2 separate regions of the Ovis aries genome follow, and region 1 is linked to region 2. A link is a contact called in public Hi-C data. All regions are on one chromosome and are shown on one strand. Each heading gives the region's core, a stretch centred on a gene start, on an enhancer-like site or on the middle of the called end of the contact. The rest is flanking DNA. Distances are from core to core; before and after follow the strand shown.

Region 1 (7,076 bases), core at 3,691-6,190, 1.0 Mb before region 2:
TCCCTGAGGGGTCTGCAGGGAGCAGAGTGACCCTGGGAACCTTCTATTCAAGGGTCTTACGTTTCAGGTAGAAGGCTCATTTATTTGTTCACTCAGCATATTTATTGATGTATTAATTTCACAGACAGAACTAACCTTGGAAGCCCGCACTCTGAACTGAACAGCCTCCTTATTATGGATTGAGGTTTCCTTTCTGAGAGTAAAGTTATTTTTAAAGGAAGTTTCCATATCTAAGTATCTAGTTTCAAAACAGGTCCTGACATCCATATATTGCTCACATCAGGGTTTTAGACAGACAGCCAAGGCTGCAACTGATCCTCTCACAGAACACCGCACACTGGTTTTCTATTTCAAGGCAAGATGGCTCCAAATCCCATAATGCGAGTTATTGGACGTTTTCCTTACGGTTTAGGTAAAAACTGAGCTGCATTAACTGAGATGTATGGAGACAAGCTCTCAAGTCCTTCAGGCAGAAGGTGCTCAGCCTGTATGTGCCACAAATATCCAAAAAGGATATTAGGTTTTCAAAGCTGGAAAGCACATTGAAATTATGATGTGGGGTCCTGCTAAGTGGGGGAAATGGAGGAGGCTTTCCTCAAGTAGTTAGTACATGAGCAAGCTGCCTGCCCCAGAGCCTCAGGACGCTCTCTCGTCTTGGCTTCTTCTGTTTGTAAACTTGTGCTTCTTTTATGAATGGCTCTCTGGGAGATGGAGGCCACTCTAATGTGTGTCCAGGCGGCCCACTAGGCGGTGAGGAAGGAAGGGCGTACGTAGACAAGTGGGGTTGCCTCTGAATCCCAGGCGGCTCTGTAACCTTCACTGACATGGCTTCCTCCAAGCCCACCTCTGTGAGACCCTCATTCATGTCTTTCCCTGTGTCCGTCTTCATCTCCCAGTGCCTGGACCTTCTTGTCCTTTATCAAAAACCTATGTTAGTCGATGCTCTCGGAGTCCTATTGATGCCATGGGACAGTAGGCTGAGGCTCTTCAGAGTGTCCCCAAGAAGGAACCATGGAAGTCAGCCAGCCACCGCCTCCCTACGCTGACTCCCTGCCACCCAGCCTTGGAGCTGCAGAAACAGGAACCCACATGGAAACCAGGGCTGCAGGCTGATAAGAGAATGAGGGGAGGGCTCCCCTTTCCTTCTGTCTGAGCCCAGCCTGTAAACCACGGCCATGGAGACTCAGCCTTCCCAGCCAATTTCCACTATGAGAACAGGCCCCCTCCCTCTTCCTGTCCACCTTCTCTTCCCTAAAAAGACACCATGAGCACAGGCTGCCACTGGGGCTGGAGGGCCATCCTAAACTCGTGGAACTGGTTAAATTGAGGAAGCATTCCGATGCATCCTTAGCTATTGATTTCAAGGGACCCAATATAATCAAATTTCAGATAAACCAGTGCAGGGCCTGAGAGTGAACCTGATGAGTTCGGGGTGCCTGTAGAAAGGGCTACATGAAATCAGCATATTAATGCATATATATGGAATCTAATAAACGGTACTGATGGACCTATTTGGAGGGCAGGAATAGAGAGGCAGACATAGAGAACAGACATGTACACAGTGGAGGAAGGAGAGGGTGCAACGAATAGAAAATTGCTAATGGGAAGTTGGGCTTCCCTGGTGCCTCAGACAACAAAGAATCTACCCACAGTGGGTTCGATCCCTGGGTCAGGAAGATCCCCTGGAGAAGGGAATGGCTACCCACTCCAGTATTCTGGCCTGGAGAATGGAATTCCATGGATAAAGGAGCCTGGCAGGCTATAGTCCATGGGATCACAAAGAGTCAGACGTGACTGAGGCTCAAGAGGAAGGGGATGTATATTTACACACAGCTGATTCACGTTGCTGTACGGCAGACACCAACATAACATTGTCAAGCAATTGCCCTCCAATTTAAAAAAATCAAAAATAATTTTTAAAAGGGGGATGAAATGCATGAGGTGCCTCGATTTGTGAGAGGCAAAAAAGGTAGGGTAAGAAGGGAAGTGACGGAGCAGGGTAAGGTCAGCCAACCCCAGAATTACCCGGCATTCAAGACGCAGAAGGACTGTATCCTTTGGAATGCCATGTATCCTTCTGGAGGTGCAAGCAGGTAGGGAAGAAAAGGAGGGAGAAAGGAAAGCAATTCAGTGAGAGACAAAGAACATCAATGAGGACAGAACACATCAGGAGAGTAACCTCAGATTACTCCTCTGCCCAACGCAGGGCTTCTGGCCGCTGGTGTTTGAGGGCATCTTTCCGCTGCTGCTGGTGAGAGGGCCAGGCAAGGTCGACCTGAGATCCTCTCTTTGGACTCACCAGTTTCAATTAAGACTGTAACAAAGGCTAATTATTACTTTAAACCTTCCTCCCAGACACACTCTCCCTCTTGCTCTGTACGGATTGCTTAATGGCCCCAGCACAAGGCTCTGAAACTCCAGAGGTTCCCTATTAATTCTTTGCCTCCAGCAGGGACCAGGGACTTCCAGAGTGTTGGGTTTTAAGGGAACATAGGCTCAGCGATTCTCTCTTTCTCTTTCACAGAAACAAAGACTTAGCATTGGGAGAACATTCGATTTCCATTTTGATAGAGTTGGACCTTCCACTGCATCAAAAGGTTTCCCTCCACGCCGTCCCTGGCTGGGATTATCTGACTTTGTTTGAGCGCACCCGGTGACAGGGAGCTTGTTACCTCCGGCCCTTTGTTGGAGAGCTCTCGCAGTCAGAACGTCTCTCCTAAGGCTGAGCTGACCTCTGCCTCTTGCTAATTTCCATTAGTCTCAGTTCTGCCTTGTTCTAAAGGTTTCTGGGTTTCAACAACCCAAGGTCGTCTGATTCCAGCAGTACCCGCACTTAGGGGACAGGATTGCTGCTGTGTCTCGTTGCCCTCTGCCCAGGGGATCTGCCACCTGGACTGCCCATCTGTCTTGGGCTTGAGGTGCTGAGGCTCTTCCTCTTGTCTTCCTGCCTCTGCTGGATGGCCAGGGAGACAGACGGTATATACTTCATTTACTGCGCTTGGTGACATGCTCTACCGTGAGACAGCGTGTACGTGCCCTGGAAGGCAGGCCTCCATGTCTCCACTTTCCAATCACGCAGAGGCTCAGAAAACATTACCTAGGTGACTCAAGGTCACACAGCTGGTGCATGGCGGAAGCCAATGTTCAAGCGACTCTCTGCTAGACTCCAAAGCAGGTTTTCCTGTGTCACACTGGACAAAGACGTGGATTACATGGCTTACCAGCTAGGAACGTGCCTCTGAAGACAGCCACTCAGGAAAACCCAAAATATGTTATGTTCATATAGACTAGCTGATCAGTTAGCAACCTGAGCTCTTCCAGAGATAGTCCCTTATTTGTTCAACTAGCCTGACTCGTTCCTCCGGCTCTGCATTTGAGAGCTGTTTAAAACAAACAATTGAGAATGATGCCAGCAGAGCCTGAGAATACTCATACCCACCTGCTTGGCCCGGCCTAGAGAGCTAGCTGCCTCCTCCACTCTCCCTGTTTCTACAAGCATGCGCATGCATACACACACACACACACACACACACACACACACACACATCTGTCTTTTCATCCTTTTATTCTCTCCAGTCTTGTCCCAAATTTAGCTGGGCAAAAGCAACACAGAACCAAAATATGAATGCCTTTTGGAGGTGAGGGCCAGTGATCCTCAGCATCATCAATAGACTGTGGCTGGGACTTGGGAACTGCCAGGCAAGTGAGTCGTGACATTGCGATGGGTGGGTGGGGTCTGCTTCTCAGTGGGGGATGGGGATGCTGGGGACCCGGAGGCTGATACTAACCCAGGGAGCAGAGCATCAGAGACCTGGACCCACCTGTCTGCAGGTACAGGGCACCTATTCTCCATGGATCCCCAAAGCCCAGAGGAATGAATGTTCAGAACCAAGAACCTACCTTGCATGAACTCAGTGTGTGTATGTGTGTTCTCCCCCAAACACACACACACAAATCTGTGTGGACTACAAATACCTGTGCCCTGCATGGGACCGGCGACCACTGACAAAAGATTTCACATCTGCAGTCAGAAATGACCCTTGGATTACTTTTGAAAGAACCTCCCATACATTTTAAGCAGGTTGGTGGACTCATCATTTAGGCTGCTGCCAAGAGGCAGCTATTAAGAGATGTGGCAGGGAGTGGCATTTTCTTAAAAGGCAGTTATTTTCATTAGTGCCATGATTTTTCTGGTTTAGAAATAAAATCCATCTGAACTTGGGATCCTTTAGACAAACCAATGTCTTTGGGAAAGTGGGTTAATAGGAAATGCGTGTGGAGGAGCCAGGTTGTCTTCCGGAATCTTCTGGAATGAGCAGGGCATGGTGTGTGCAGATGCCAAGACAGAGAGCAGGACACTGGTGGGCGGGAAGAAGGGCCAGCCTCTCTCCTCCCAGGTCCCTGGGATGGGGGAGCCGAGGGTCGGAGGGAATCACAGGAACAGTTAGCAGTCTGCAGCAAATTAACCAGCAGATTAACTTCTCAGACGCCCAGCTGGTTGTCCTCTCAAATCCTGCCGTCCTACCCGTCTGCCGGTTCCACTTTGCAGCAGGGCTGGGAAAGCAAGGCTCAGCTTCAGTTCCCGGTCCTGCCAGAGAGCAGAGCTCGGGGGCTGGGGAGCGCAGAGCGGAAGCAAGCGCAGGAGGCCAGGCGGGCAGGAGGTGCATGTACGGAGGCCGGGGTGTCGAAGAGAGAAAGAGCCGGCCGCGTGTGTGTGTATGCACACACTAGTGTCTGCATCTATATCTGTTCTGTGTGTGCATCTCTGTAGGTGCATCTGTGTGTCTGTGTGTGCATATGTGTGCTCTGTGCGTTTGGGTATATGTGTGTGCGTGGGTGGGTGGGTGAGATGGGCAGGGAATAGGTATGGCGGGTGAGGGCGTGTTGAGGGCACAGAAGGAAGATTTAGCACAAGCCCAGATGCCGCAGGATCCCACACCAGCAGATGGTGCTGTAGGTACAAGTTTGAAGGAGGCGACGCCTGGATTGCTAGAGACCTAGAGGGGAAGAGAGCGTTGAACACAGGGATTAAGGGACATCACACCCCACCTGCATGGAGAGCATGGAGCCTGAGGAAACCTTGAACAGACCTAGCAGCTCTGTTTCTCCATGAAGGAGCCTGTGTGCTTTAACGCTGATTTAAGCGCCTGCGCTAAGGGACCTCCTTTTGTTCCCTCCTCACTGGCCCTCCGGACCCATCAGAGTGAGAACCTTACAGTCTGGGAGCAGCCGGGAGTGTGGGGTGCCTGTGGTTTCACTGGGGAGGTTGTGGGGCTGCATTACCTCTCTCCCACCCTTTCCCTCTAGTCCTCTCTGCCAGGTTTTATCAAAGCATCTTGCCCATCTCCTCATCCCTCCCCTCCGGGAAAGCCCTTCACTTCTTCCCAGGGGGACCTCACCTACTTCTCTCCTTGGGATCTCTGCCCACAGTCTCTCTGACTCCCACCTCATCTTGCCCACTGCCAGGAGGTTAATCTTCCCTAAGCGCAACTCTGCGATTGTATCTGTGGCCCCGGCGTCTCAGCCGTCTCCACTGCCAGCCCGCCTCAGCCTGGAGATGACACAGCTTCCCCTCCTGCCACCCCATCACCTGCTCCTTCCAGAGCCAGCCCGAGCCTCTTCCCTTCCCTCCCCCGCACTGAGCTCTGGCAGCCTCTCTCTCCATCATCAACTGTGTGTGTGTTTAAATTCGTCCTTCTTCTGTTCCATTTCCAGATGCCTCACTCCCTTCAAATCTCCCCCTTCATGAGCCGCCTGCTCCATGAAGCACCCCGCTGACCTGATCTCGCAGCATCCACTCCCAGCTCGGACCTCTCTGGGCGCCCTGCCCTGTAACCTGCCCCCTCTTTCACACACTGCCTGCGGTTCCTTGCAGAGCTCACCCCCGACCATGAAGGCGACTCACTTCCTGTTCCCACCACTATTCTACCTGGGAACTCAGTAGAGCCCTTGGGTAGATTAACACAAACGTTTACCTCTATTTGCTTTTTCCTTAGCTAAGCTTCAATGTGAGGATGTTGATGGCGATCTTTCCCCCAGGCCAGAAACAAGAGACAAGAGACCCTCGTCTTTTTCCACTGACACTTCCCTTCTGCCTTCAGTTTCCTCAGCTCCTAACTGGGGGCAGTGATGGGCTCAGTCATTTGATTTGTAACCCCTTTGTCTTGTCCCCTCGGGACTGACAAGTCTTCCCTGTCCGCCCTCGCCCATCAGGGGCAGCTGAGGGAGGGAGGGGGTCTCATCTCTTGGCTCAAACTCTCGCCCACTCTCCTCTCCTCTCCTCCAGCTCATGGGAGCACCGTTGTTTCAGAGAAAGACAGTCCCTTCCAAGCGCATGCCTCCCTGTGTCATTCTAACAGGACTCTTCCTACCCTTCCTAGCTTGACCGTTTTTCTCTTCCCCTTCCAGGGGCTGTGGACATAAACCAGGACCCAAGAAGCTCTGCAGCCTCTGACATCTGTTAATGCTCCTGAGCCTCCCCGAGAAGCTGGCCCATCCTTTCCTTGCTCCTCTTTTAAGCCAAATAAAATTTAACATTATTTCAGATGGCTTAGTCGATGCCAGCTTTCAGGCTTCCAAATGCTATTTCTAAAAATTTATGTTCTCATTTTATTTTATTCTTAGTAAGATTATATAGACTTTTAGACACAGAAGGAAACTTCAGTGATAATTTAGAAGACTTAATTGTGGATCTCAAGTCAGCTGCCATCGTCACATCCTTTCTCTCCTGTCCCCGTCCTCCTCACCCAAGATAGTGCTCGGAATTCCTGTTGGGAACAGGGCTAACTCCAAGGCCTTGCCTCGGTCATCCAGGTGGGAGCCATCACTACAACGTGAGCACTGCCAGTTGCTTAATCCATCTTCCCTAAACCCAAGGGTCTTCATCCTTGCTAGAGGTCTAGATCGGCTGGCATTTGCTGATTACTATGTGCTGTGTGGAAGTCATCACATTTGATTTAGGCCACTTCTCTGCAGTGTGTGTGGGTGCTAAGTTGCTTCAGTCATGTCTGACTCTTTGTGACCCCACGGACTGTGGCCCAACAGACTCCTCTGTCCATGGGATTCTCTGGCAGGAA
Region 2 (7,179 bases), core at 485-2,984:
AGAGAGGCACACAGCATGGGCACCCCTTAACACCCACCGCCATTTCCCCACGTCGCCTGGGGTTACACGCACCATAGCCTGGCTGATACTCCTCTGAGCAGACGGGCCCTCTGATTGTGCCTCGCCCCTCACCCCGGGATTTCTCTGATGCAAGGAAGTATGCATGTTATACTCCCTCTAGTCCGGGGCAGCCCAGGGGGGTTCCCTCCTGCTGGAGGTCAAGAAAAGAGGTCTGTCTCCCTTCTGTTTTTTCTCCCTCCTTCTGGGGCCTCCATGTACCATCAGAGAGGGTTCTAGGACCTGTGCTTGGGCTCAGAAAAAAACACAGTGAGACCACCCAGAAGGCAAGCATCAACCTCCACGCCTGGCCTTAGGAAGGAAGAACAGTGGCCTTCGTTTCCTTCCCGGGGAGAGGCTCCTCTGGGCTGAGAGGGATACCAAGGAAGTCGAGGGCCGAGCAGGAAGGGAGCCCCGCCCTCACGCGTTCCTTGAAGCTGCCAGCCTTCTCGGCTGCAGAATCTGGGGCACGATGTTTTATTTCCACCGTAACCATCAAAGTCACAGGCAGGGCAAATGCATTCACCCCATGCACACTATGAGCAGAGTTAAGCTGGGACGTCCCTGAATCTGTCTCCGAGGACCAGAACTGCCTCATTAAAGGGATAAAAGATGATATCTGCTGAGCTGGTGGAAAGTGGTGGCTGCATTTTTATTAAAGTCTCTGCTGCAGCAGGCCGGGTCCCTAAAGGTTCATATTCCAAGAATCTCCACCCCTTTGCCTGGAGCCCGTAAGTGCTTCTCTGTAACTCATTAAGGTAAAACAAAAAGCTTTCCTATTGTGCTTTTCACACAGGAGTGTTGTCGTTGCATAAAAGAAACATGTTTCCTCTCCCGGTGCCGAGCCTGCAAAGATAAAACTGCCCTCATAATTTACAACCGGGGCCCCAGGAGCAGCACACGGGGTTGGCATGGATGGCTGCGGACCCATAAAGGGCCCGGGCCCAGCAGCTGGCAATTCCAGAGCCGGAAATTTCAGGTATCCCGCTGGTAGAGGCCAACCAGCCCTCTCTGGACCACCGTGCCTCATCACATACCTTCCCGACTGTGAGACAGCCCCCAGGGCACCAGTGCTCCCAAGCTCAGACCCCAGTATTTCAATGCCAGGGCTCGCGTCGCAGTGCCAAGCCTAGCCACAGCCTCATGGATACAAGCAGTCCCAAGCCTCAGGACTCGCTCCGAAAACCCGGGGCCTGAGAAGGCACAGCGAATGACCAAGCTGTCCAGGAGAACGGGTCCCAGCTGCCACAGAACGCCAAGTGGGCACCTCTTGGGCCTGCAAAAGCCCTCTCCCACGCTCGTCCCCCACGCAGGTCTCCGGTCCTCTCTCTCTCGCCGGTTCCCACCGAATCCCATCCGAGGGGCTCAGTCCCCCGCCGAAGTTCAGCTCCCTACCTGAGGGTGGCGCTCTCCCCCTGCCGGACCGTCACGTTGTCCATCGCCTTGGGGAAGGTGGCATCTCCGCTGCGCACGGGCACTCCTGTGGGTACAAGGAACAGCAGCCTGAGAGACACGACCACGAGGCACTTCCAGGGCAGGAAGAGGGACCCACAGACCCCCATCCTCGACAGCCACAACTTCCCAGAACTCCGGCGGCGGCTCGGTCCTCGTCCCCCGCCCCGCACGCCGGCGGGTCTCGGGCAGCCGCGCGGGGAGGGAGGCAGGGGCTGGAACCAGCCAGAAGCGGAGAGGGGGGTAAGGAGAAGCGGAGTCCAGGCTCTCCGGAGTCTACTGATTCTTCCTCAGATCCTGCCTCAGCTTTCCAGCCTGGCACAACCAGATGCCCCCTCCTGCATCCAAAACGCTTTCTCGATGCTCCCCTGGGGAGGAGGGAGGCGGCCGGGAAGGGAGAGAAAGGAGGAAGGTGCGGGATGAAGGTCACGGTTGTTCTTTCTCTGCCTCTCTTCGAGATGCTACTTTAACATTCAGTTGGGCACGTCCTGCCGAGGTCTGGCATCAAAAGTTTATAACCCAAAGAAGGCAGGCAAGTGTCTCTGACATAAAGGAGATGTCATAAAAAGCTGCCGCTTCAAGGAGAGGAGAGAATGTTTTATTAGATCACACATATGTACAGATGTATTTAGAAACCAGCCCGAGTCTCCGATCTGGAACGCCAAGGCGGTAAAAAGTTCCACCGCGGGGACCCGCAGCCGCGGCCAAGTCCAGCGATCCTCCGGAGCGGCGGGTGCCTGGCGTCCTCGCCGCAGCCCGGGCGGCGACTGGCGGCCGGCCCGGCCCGCGGAGCGCCCGCGGCGCAGGCTCGGGGCGCACGGGGAGCGGGCAGACGGCGCGCCCGCCTCTCCGGGGACGCGGCGCGGGGCGCGGGGACGCGCGGACGCCACGCTCAGCGGCCGCCCCCGGCCTCCGCGCCGCCGGCCTCCCGGGAGCAGCCCCGACGCGCGCGGGCCCCGACCGCAGGGGTTGTCATGGCAGCAGCTCCATCACTGACCGCCGCTCTCCGCGGTGCCGGCGCCGAGCGAGCGGGCGGACCGCGCGCATCCCGGCGGGCGCGGGGCGCGGGCTCCCACCTTAACCCCCGCCGCGCCGCCCACTCGCGCCAGGAGCAGCGCGGGCCGGCCTGCCACCTCCCCGGCTCCTCTCTCCCGCGACACCGCGGCTGCCCGGGAACGCTGCGCCCCTTTCGGCGGCTTCCCTACGTGCTGGCGGGAGGGAAGGGCGGGAGAGGGAGCTCGGGGACCGCAGCAAATTGGAAACTGACTCGCACCTTCCCTCCCCGGATGCCGGATGCCAAGGCAGAAGTTGCCAAACCCCGCCCTGAAGAGCTCAACTAGGTTTCCCGCGCCAGAATGCCGACTCAATGCGCGCGGTGCGAGGCGTCCGCAGCTCTGCCGTCCCCACTCCACGTGGCCGAGCTACAGTCCCATCCCAGACAGAGCTTGCCTGGGCTCTGGCGAGATGGTGGAGCGCTTTCTGCTCCGGTGACCCACCTTGGAAATACTCCTGGCCCTAGGCTTGCTCTCTCTCTCTCCAAATGGCAAATCTGAATGTCTCCCTACCGCATCACCTGCTAAATCGTCTCCATCCTACTCCACGTTACTACCCAAGGCTCTCATTGTAAGCATACAAGAGCTGGGAAAGGGGGTGAGCTCCTGAAAAGTATTGACTGACTTTTACAAAATCTGTCTGTTGCTTTATGGTCACAACATGAAGTGGAAGCACCATGCACCTGGAGAGGAACTGGTGGTTAGGGCATTCTTAGAACCCAGTCTGTCAGTTTGGAGTGCCAACGCATTTCTTCTGGTCAAGAGCTGAAGGCTTTCCTTGGGCCTGTTGAGAGGATTTCTTTCTCCGCACCTTATTGTGTGGCTCCTGCCCTTGTATCCTAATCATAATTGAATGGTTGCTAGGTACATTTTGCTTTACTGTATTGGTACTCAAATCCTTTGCAATATTAGCCTGGGCTCTGAACAACTGTTCCAATGAAACGTAATTCAGAAATAAGCTGTAAAGTCTTGCCATGGGGTGTGTTCGTTGCTGAAGGGCACATAAACATGCTAGCTGCTCTCAGTTATAAAGGACTGGACGCAGATACTATGCTACAATAGGCTGTGGGCTTCCCTGGTGGCTCAGTGGTAAAGAATCCGCCTGCCAATGCAGGAGACATGGGTTCAATCCCTGGGTCCGGAAGATCCCCTGGAAAAGGGAATGGCTATCCACTCCAGTATTCTTGCCTGGAGAATCTCATGGACAGAGGAGCCTGATGGGCTACAGTCCATGGGGTCCCAAAGAGTCAGCACGACTTAGCGATTAAACAACTATATACTGTACTGTGATGAATATACAATATAAATAAATGCTGTCCATCCTCCACCCCCTGCAAAAAGATAACTACACATATCCCAGGTCTAAAGTTTTTAATTAGAGCATGGGACCTCAGGAAGAAAGAATACTTGTTGCTAGTTATGCCACCTGTGTTGTGTAAGTTTTAATAGAGTGAAAGTACCTGGAGTTCCTTCCCGGAAAGCAGGTATTAACAATGCAGATGAGTAGTATGGTTCTCCATGCCGGGAGGGGTAATATATGCTAGGAGGAGAGAGAAGGCCTCAGAGAGCAGCCTAATAACGTATTCTGGGATCACCCACCAGTTTTAATGACACACACCTTTCCTTAAGACCTGAGTGTAGCTGCATTTTCTGTATACACATTGCACATAACCCTCTAAATTCCGAGATGTTCTTGTCCACGGTCAATGTCCTGGAAGGACTTCAGTCATGCAAAGGGGAGAACTGGGGCTGGGCTTACAATTTTCTTCAATTACAGAGTTTGTCTCTTGAATACCGAGGGTGTGAGCCGTCAGGATGGGTCAGGCTGCCACACAAGTCACGCAGATCCCTCCACTTGGTTGCTGGGCACATGGATGACCGACTCACACCACTGCCGGTTCTAGCGCTTCTCAGGAGGTGCAGCTGGGCTGTGTTCCCAAAGGCTGAATCAGCCCATGTAGGACTGCTTGAGATGAAAGGAGTTGTTGGAAAAGAAAGCAGAAAAGAACATGAGATTCCAGGTGTGAGGAAAACAGGTGGGGCAAGAAGAGAGGCAGAGATAAGATGAAGCAAGACATTGTATATTCATAACACGTGAACATCCTACCCTTGGGGAGATGGTCAACTTTTTTTATTTTTGCAGGGCTGACTCCCCCCAGCTCTAGATATCTGGAGTCCTAGAGAATGGGGCCATCATCTTTCTCTTCAGTGAGTCGGCTTTCTAGCTAGTTCAGTATTTGTGGGTGAATAAGTGGATTGAACTTAAGAGCTAGTGAATCAGAGAAATAACGGCAGGGATTTGATTTTTGTGTGAATCTACGCCTGTCTACAGTTTGGTGGGGGCGATTCATTCATCTGTAAAGCACTGCTGCTGCTGCTGCTGCTGCTGCTGCTGCTGCTGCTAAGTCGCTTCAGTCGTGTCCGACTCTGTGCGACCCCAGAGACAGCAGCCCACCAGGCTCCCCTGTCCCTGGGATTCTCCAGGCAAGAACACTGGAGTGGGTTGCCATTTCCTTCTCCAATGCATAATTGCTAGTGACCGGTATATCCTTTGAGATATTAGAAGGCCAACCCAGACTGAAATGGGAAAGGGGAAAGGGGGTGAGCTCCTTTATAGTTTATATCAGCAGATTTCTATGAAATGCTTGACTTGGCACCATGGTAGGGAGCCCCTAGCAGCTATGCCTTGCTTGGATATATGATGACATACATGAAGACACATAAAATGAGGATGGACTAGAGAACTCAGCACAATGGTTCTGCAGTTGGATCATCCATTCAGACACTGCCTCCTCGACCCTTTTGCTGTGTGACTGGTATCTAATAATGCCTGTCCCGCCTATTTCATAGGATTTGGGGGTATTGTGAAACGTCCCCAAGATGAGGTTGGAAGGTAGGTCGGTTAAGGTGGCAGACATGGAAAACACTGCCTTGAAAGAAAGGAGTTTATCCCTTGGTGTTCCCCAGAGAAGGAGGCATGCCGCACCATGCAAGGTTGCTTGGGGAAGCACCAGGAAGCAGAAAGAACAAGGAGAAGGTCGGATCCAGAGGCTTTATGGTAGTTTCCAGGTGAAGGAATGGACGAGGCAGGGTAGGCGAGCTCAGTCGAATATAGGGTTGGATTGTTTGAATAACTGTGACAGCCTCAGACTCTCCCTGTATCCTCTAGTTGTCCAGTACCTGGCCCTGGGGTGACTCAGGGCAGGGGAAGCACTGGCTTGGTGACAGTTGGGTCGAGAAAGTGGTTAGGGTTGTGGGCTCTTCATGGATTGGTTTGCATATGAATGGCAGGTTGAAGGCTAGTCATCTGCTATCTCTAGAAATAGCTAGCCCTGGAGAGTCCAGGATTAGAAAGCCTCCAAGATGTCAAAGCATCATAAAATACAGAATTTAAAAAAAAAACTCAAAACATGATTAATACAGGGTGACAATTAATGAGACAATTGCCTAAGGACTTGGCACCATGGAAGCACTTCGTAATCATAAATTATGATTATATAGCAAAATTCTCACTTTCCTGTGATGACAACTTGGGGCATGTTAAAAAAAAAATACAAATAAGAGGATTTAATTGGCCCATGGGCCAACCTAAGCTTTGATTCAGGTCTTACAGACATCTAGATATTTAGGGTGATTTGTAATAGGAAATGCAAGTTGGACCCAGTGCAGTTTAATAGCTTCAGAGAACTTAACGCAAGGAGGTGACATGATCTAATGACCTCTAAGATATCCCTTTGTCATGAAGAGAAGGGGTTTCAAGGACACGAAGTGGAATCAGGAGTAGAAGAGGGAAGAGATGATGTTGGTGACCGTGGTGAACAGGGTGATGGAGAAACAGGGAAAGGTAAGGAGCGTGCTGGGGAAGCACCGTGCCCAAGGCTCCCTGAGAGTCTAGATGTTAAGGCTGAGGAAATAAAAAGGTGGGGGTTGAGTCTGAAGTGGTACAATGTCTGGTGATGGGGATGAATCCAGAAGAAATAGGTTTAGGGAGGCAGAAGTTGAAAGAGTGAGTAAAACGCTGTATGAGACAGTCGGAAGGAGCCGTGGGCTGGCAGCAGGCGGAAAGAGGCTGAAGTCACATCGGAGCCTGAGGACACTGGCGTCCCAGTTAGGCCCCAGTTACAGGGGAAAGGGTAATAAAAGTCTCTCTCCATCTGCTCTGTGTGGGTAGGGTAGGGGGAGTATGTGATCCGTGGAACCCTCACCCCGCATCTAGAGGTCCCTCTGCCTTTGTTTGTAAATTAGAAATAAATCCCATCAGTTTAAACCCCAGAACCTACGCCATTCTAAAGTTTAGTGATTCCACTGGTTTCCCATTGTCTCAATGTATTTCCTTTGCTCGCTCACGTCTCAGCTTCTGTCTAGATTCTGAGACTCTTAGGGGGTGTGACTGTGAATTATATCGGTTTGGTTTTAAGAAAATGCTGTTCACTTACCCTTAATGAAGCCGACAGGGAGTCAGGGGCAGGTTTAAGTCTTTTTCTTCTGTAACGTATCAGCTGTGATGTAGGTCAGTCAAAAGCCCTTGTTTTACTGGGTGGTAGGTCAGAATGTAGACACCTGAATCCAACCTCTAAAATCTACTTCTGGGTGATTTTACATAATACCCTTAACTTTG

What was found. A called contact is a pair of places that touch in the nucleus more often than the background predicts.
Region 1: a contact with region 2 is called in a Hi-C map of hypothalamus, with 3 times the contacts expected there. The contact joins two enhancer-like sites. A contact is called at or near these places in 4 of 16 Hi-C or Micro-C datasets (hypothalamus, muscle, omental adipose tissue and 1 more).

Annotation. Positions count from the first base shown.
Region 1 is chr21:32,426,300-32,433,375 of ARS-UI_Ramb_v3.0, reverse strand. All of the region lies in intron 1 of NTM (neurotrimin), which reads left to right. Among named protein-coding and RNA genes, the nearest start is that of NTM, 490 kb to the left of the region's middle. Within about 2 kb of position 4,940, at least 6 of the 54 cell types and tissues checked have an H3K27ac peak or open chromatin away from gene starts, as enhancers often do. A contact at or near this core is called in hypothalamus, where this site is marked.
Region 2 is chr21:31,382,691-31,389,869 of ARS-UI_Ramb_v3.0, reverse strand. It overlaps OPCML (opioid binding protein/cell adhesion molecule like), which reads right to left. Exons shown (of 8, transcript XM_042238246.2): 2 at 1,453-1,537. Among named protein-coding and RNA genes, the nearest start is that of OPCML, 530 kb to the right of the region's middle. Within about 2 kb of position 1,734, at least 3 of the 54 cell types and tissues checked have an H3K27ac peak or open chromatin away from gene starts, as enhancers often do. A contact at or near this core is called in hypothalamus, where this site is marked.